Regions from separate parts of the Mus musculus genome. Here region 2 is linked to region 1. The links are chromatin contacts, called in public promoter capture Hi-C maps. All regions are on one chromosome and are shown on one strand. The core of a region is the stretch at or near the end of the contact, and the rest is flanking DNA. Distances in the headings are between cores, read along the strand shown. Region 1 holds the start of P2ry2 (purinergic receptor P2Y, G-protein coupled 2). Region 2 holds the start of Arhgef17 (Rho guanine nucleotide exchange factor (GEF) 17).

What was found. Capture Hi-C pulls out chosen DNA fragments and counts their contacts.
Region 2: a promoter capture Hi-C map of pancreatic islet shows a contact between it and region 1. The contact joins the promoter of Arhgef17 here to the promoter of P2ry2 in region 1. A contact is called at or near these places in 4 of 39 promoter capture datasets (the HPC-7 cell line, embryonic stem cells, liver and 1 more), 1 of 484 Hi-C or Micro-C datasets (cerebral cortex), 11 of 115 datasets of contacts at active chromatin or transcription factors (the HPC-7 cell line, bone marrow-derived macrophages, embryonic forebrain and 6 more) and 4 of 9 other capture datasets (adipose tissue, liver, macrophages and 1 more).

The regions. Positions count from the first base shown.
Region 1 is chr7:101,010,581-101,013,280 of GRCm38.p6, forward strand. It overlaps P2ry2 (purinergic receptor P2Y, G-protein coupled 2), which reads right to left and starts at 1,418. Exons shown (of 3, transcript NM_008773.4): 1 at 1,132-1,418.
Region 2 is chr7:100,930,907-100,933,606 of GRCm38.p6, forward strand. It overlaps Arhgef17 (Rho guanine nucleotide exchange factor (GEF) 17), which reads right to left and starts at 1,255. Exons shown (of 21, transcript NM_001081116.1): 1 at 1-1,255. The coding sequence starts at 833.

The DNA.
Region 1 (2,700 bases), core at 168-2,667:
ATAAAGGCAATAGTTCCTTTCTCATGGGGCCTTTAGGAGGAAAAGATGAGGGATTCTTATAAACTGTAACAAGTAACAGTTCAACAACATTCCAATAGTAGCATAAGCACTTCTCATTAAGAAGAAAGACTACAGCCAGGAAATTAAAGAACTCCTGGTGTCACCCATGAGGCCTTGGTGACATCCTCACATGCTCATCTGGTGCCTGGGGTAGGTGGGCAAAAGGGATCCCGGAAAGGCCACAACCTCACTCTGCATCTGGGCAGCCATTTCTGAGGATTACCCAGTATGCCAACCTGCCCATGTCCTCAAAACTCTGGAGTATCCAAAGCATGGAAAAGGAGAGGGGCAGACCTCCGCAGCAGGGCTTGTCCCCAGCCCTCATGCAGGACCCACACTGGCAGCAGTGTAGAGTCTGTTCAGAGACTCTCCTTCCTCCCACTCCCACCCACAGATAATTGCCACTTCCCTGCCGCCCCAGCCTGATCTTCAAAAGCCACTATTCCAAACTTGATCCAAAACAAGGCTGCTGACCCAGGGACTCTAGGGATGCCATTCTGAGCACAGCAGTCACCTAGCCCTATAAATCTCCAAACTGGAAAGGCTAGTTCCCAGAAGGATCTACACTTGGGTCTAGCTCCTGGAGATCAGTAACACACACACACACACACACACACACACACACACACACACACACACTGTAGCCCTAGTGAGGTGAACACTGTCTTTCTTCTGCCTGACCCTTCATACAGCACCACCTGCCCGATTAAAAGTTTCCAGACAGATCAAAGTCTTAACTGTCCTTATATGAAATTGCACTAGCAACCCACATTCCCACCCCACCGCACCCCCCACTCCCAACCCCACAACCCCGCCGCTGCTGCCACTGCCTCCGGTTCCTCACTGACACCTCACTGACACCGAGTGAGCTACCCAGACTGACTCTGGGGAGAGTTAAGAGTCCAAGCGCAAGAAGTCTCCAGGATTCCCAGGTCTCTTAGCCCACAGACTTACGCCCCAGGGGTACACACAGACTAAGTTCAGTCACTCACACCCTAAGGGTGTGCGCATTTGCCCACTAACACACAGATTCCCCCAGTATGCTGGTAAACACACCAAGATGACACTCACCGAGATCACGCTCTAGAGGAAACAAAGTTCATCAGCGCACCGGCAGCCGGCTCTCACCGCCCAGTTTTGCGCAGTACAAGGGCTGGGAGCCCGAGCCCTCGGGACAGTCACGTAATGGGCTCTCCCTGTTTGGCGCTGACTCGACCGGCGCTCCCGTCCCCAGGCCTCACTTGGCGACCTCTCTTGGTGTCCGCTCCCCTCTAGGAAGCACCTCTCACCTCCCCGCTGCGCTGGTCCCCTCCAAGGGCTGCCGCCGCTGTTCCTGGTGCCCGAGTCCCATGCCGAGTGGCGCAGGGTCCCACGTGCCTGGAAGCGCCGCGGTCCCCGCCCTACTCCGCCCCGCTCCGCACCCCATAGCCTGGCTGTGAGCAGGAGGGCGGGGCAGACTCTGGGCAGACGCCGGAGCCGCCCCCAACCCTTCTAAACAGATGCTTCCAGTCTGCCACCCGCTTGGGGACGCGGTCGGTCAGTGTCGCCGCCGGTCAGCGTGTCCGCCACGGCTGTTGAGCAAGGAGAGGCGGAAGGCGACCGTCCTGGCTGAGCAGAGGTCACCTGCTTAGCTCACCGATTTTCAGCGACGCCCAAGTTTTACAAGGTTTGCTTTGTGCTGGCCTGGCTCCTGTCACTGCCCACCGATGGACCTTTATACTGACCCTCAGCCTTCCCTCCGCTGCTGCCCCATCCCGCGTCACTTACGGATGGACAGATGGATGTGCTTTCAGACTGCTGGTACCAGCAGAAATCTTTGCCGGCTTCACCACCTCCGTCTGCTTTTGCTCTTCGTTCAGGTCACTAACGGGTCCATGAAGTCCTGGTTTAGTTTGATCTCTCATCTTGAACTGCCTCAATTCTTCTCTCTGGCCTGCTCTGAAGACTTTCTGTAGTCACAAACCCCATTCCTGTCCTAGTTTGAGCTCAAAAAGGCAAGGACCACACCAGCCACCTCACTGCTGTCCTGTGAAGGGGTGGATGAATGAGAGGGTGTCTGCCCCCTCCCATTTCTGACTCAGGCATCTGTTAGTATAAGTTCTAGGCCACCTTTAGCACTGTAAGACACATTTTCTGCGAAATGAAGCCAGTCCTTCCATGATCCTACTTTTCGTGTCCATCCAGGGAGTCTTGGGGTGGCCAAATAAACGGACAAGTTCAGAACAAGCCTTTTCCTATGGTGAGGAGTTTGCTCTCTGCCCAAGGGCTGTAGACTTTGTTAGTTGTGTATCCGCTGACTAAAGTCCCATTCGCAGCCCCTGGAGGGGTCCAGAAAGGGTCCGATCTGCAGCCCTGTCCAGAGTGAGAAGGGTGAATACACAGAGCTGGGTGGCTGAGCCTCTCTGCAGCCTCCTGGGGCCTTTGAGCAGACACAAAGGCTCCTTGTCTAACCTCTGCTGGCTATGGGAGCTGGTGCAGGCAGCTTCCAGAAATCTAGATCTCTCCACAGCCACCCTTGTGGCTTTAGGGTCCTCGTGTGAGGGAAGTCTTTCTGGTTATTGAAATCCCAGCGGATTTCCTTTTCCTGATCTCCCTTCTGAGCCGTCAGGTCTTTTTCTGCTGCTTCCCCTAGGACCCAGG
Region 2 (2,700 bases), core at 5-2,504, 80 kb before region 1:
TCGTCACTGCCCGAAGAGTGGCCGCCGAGGTAGGCCGGACTCTGAGGCCCAAGCTGCGACTGCGGTCCCTCCTCTTCCTCCTCGCTGGAACTAGCAGCCCGGCTGCGGCTGACAGGATAGGAGGAGGCAATGGAGGAGGAGGAGGAGGCCCGGGCCCCGGCCTGCGGTTGGGAGAAGCTATGCCAAGAATGTAAACCATCCGCCGGACGCTGCGCCCGCTCCTGTTGCTGGTGCTGCCGACGTCGCCTCCCCTCGATCCCGGGCCCGGACAGCGGCCGCGCAGAACGCAGGCCAGCCAGAGGAAAGCACGTTCGAGGAGGTGGCGTCGGAGGTTGCCGGGGATCGCGAGTTGGGGGCTCCCACGAAACTCTGTCGGGGCTGGTCGACCCCAGGGCCTCAGAGTCCATACTGGGTCGTCTGGAGCTCGGACCGCCGAAGAGTTTGCGCATCTCTGTGACGCTGGGCCAGGCCCCACGTTCAGAGCCTTCCGCAGCTTCTTCTGTGGTGCCGGAGGAGCAGCCCCCGTCCCGGGTACCAGTGGAGTCGTCGTCCAGACCCGCCGCGTCGAAGCGCCGGGAGAGCTGGCGCACCGATGGCGAGAGGCTGCGGAGCGGGCGCGGCTGCGCGGGGGCGGCCGGGGGCCCCGACGCCAGCTTGGACACGCGCCGGGAGGGCTGGCCCGGGACTGCCGCGGCTGGCCGGCACGAAGCTCGGCGCCGCAACCCAGGGGTGTCCGCGTCCTCCTCCCTCGGCCCCGGTCCGCCGCTCCAGCGCTCCAGCAGTTTAAACGAGACGCTGCGATAAAGTGGGGGTCGAGGTGACCCGTCCGCCATGGTTGGTGCTAGTCACTCCGGGGGGGCTGGCCTCGGGACGCCGCGGCCAACCCCCCCTGCACTCCCACTCCGAGGGCGCGCAGTGGCCACGGTCCGAGAGCCTGGGTCCTGCACCCGCAGCGTGCGGCGGCTGTGGAGGAGGGTGCGGAGACGTGAGCAGAGGTTTATCAGTCGAAGATCAAGTTTCCGCGGCTACAAAAGGCAGGAGTTCCATCCTGGGCGGCCCCTCTCGCCCCTGCGGCGACCCCAGGCCCAGCCTTAGCCTCTGCGGGAGAGGCCAGGGACATCGCGGTCCTGCCGGTGAGGGGCCTAAGGCTCGGTTCCTGCACTCAAAGTCCGCCTGCCAAGCCCGGCGGCCCGCCTGCCTCCCCTCGAGCTCCCGCTCCAGCTCCCTTTCCCTCCCTCTAAGCAGCTAGCTCTCTGCTCCCTTTTGTTGCAAATAAACTTTGAGGCAGAGGAAAGGGGGCGGGGGGCGGGGCCTGGCGCCCAAAAGAGGGGGTGGGCTCCGGGAGCGCGCGAGGCTGGGAACACTGTGGGGGGAGGGAATCGGGGAGGAGCCGAAGGAGAAACAGGATGCTAGGACTTTTGTAGACCAAAACGACCCTCTAGGGGAGTCGGCTGCGAAAGCCGCGGGCTGATCCTCCCTGGGGACTCCTTCAGATACCCACAGGAGCTGAGAGTGGACAGCTCTGCATAAAGTAGTCCCCGCTTTCACGCGGGAACCTCTGCCGCAGGGGCTCCAACATGGCAACCCAAGACCCAAAAACTCAGGTACACACCGAAACTCAGGTACACGCAGAAACTCTCCTGGCCGGAAAAGAGGTGGGGCCCAGGGAGACGTAGGTGGGGCAGGCCCACCGGAGCGCTTGTGGTTCCCCACCTTGCTCAGACCACGCCCCGTACTCATCCTTCAGTGGCGAATCCCGCCGCACCACGCCCATGTCCCGCCCCTCACTCTCCCAAACGCTCCACCTATCTCCCACCTCCCTCTGGTTTGTCCCTCGCTGACTGTCCCTTAACCCACCCAATGCTGCTTTAGCAGTCCCACCACTCAGGACTATTACACACAACTTCCCCCGCCATTTTTCCAGTTGCCACGCCCCCTGCCCTCTAAGGCCTGGCGTCCTCTAATCTCTAAGACTCCGCTCCCCACGTCTTTCTGCGGTCGGGGTACGTTGCTCTTGCGCCCTCTGCGGGCAAGATTCTCCGCTTTCTCCAAACTCCGTAGAGATAAAACTTCATCTTCCCACAACCAACCATAGAAGGGTTAGGAAGGTTTCACTTGCTTACAGGCGTTTCCTGCCCCCTTTGGCAAGCACTCTGCCCTTTCTTTGGCCTCCTGCACAAAAGGTGTTTGCACGGGAACGCCCTCAACTTCCCTCCGCCAAACCTATACTCCTACCTGTGGGTGCTCCACCCTCCAGACCAGGAAGGTGTCTCTCCCGCTGCAACAATGATCTACCCTAGACCTCCCCTCCCGCTCCTGCTGCAGTCTAGCAAGTCTAAAATTGTTCTGGTTACTGGGATGTCAACTTCGCACCTCTGTTAGGTCCCTTTTTGCCCAGAGGCTTTAAATGTAGGACTCCACACCTAAATGAATGAAAATATATGGACTGCCTAGGACGTACGGGTAACATTTTAAGTATTTTATTTAATCCTTAGGCCACCCTTGGGGATAGATGTTATTAGAGAAGTCACAATAGCCATTGCAGAAGTCAGAGGGAAAGGATAGCTCTAGGTGTGGCTCAAATCCAGACTTTAAAGTTGTCAATCATCACGGTTTTTTTTAGAGATTTTGATGAAGAAGGAGGGTCTGATTCCTTTAAGTTCCAGCAGCCTTTCTCTTTGTGGGTGGTGGGCAGAACCT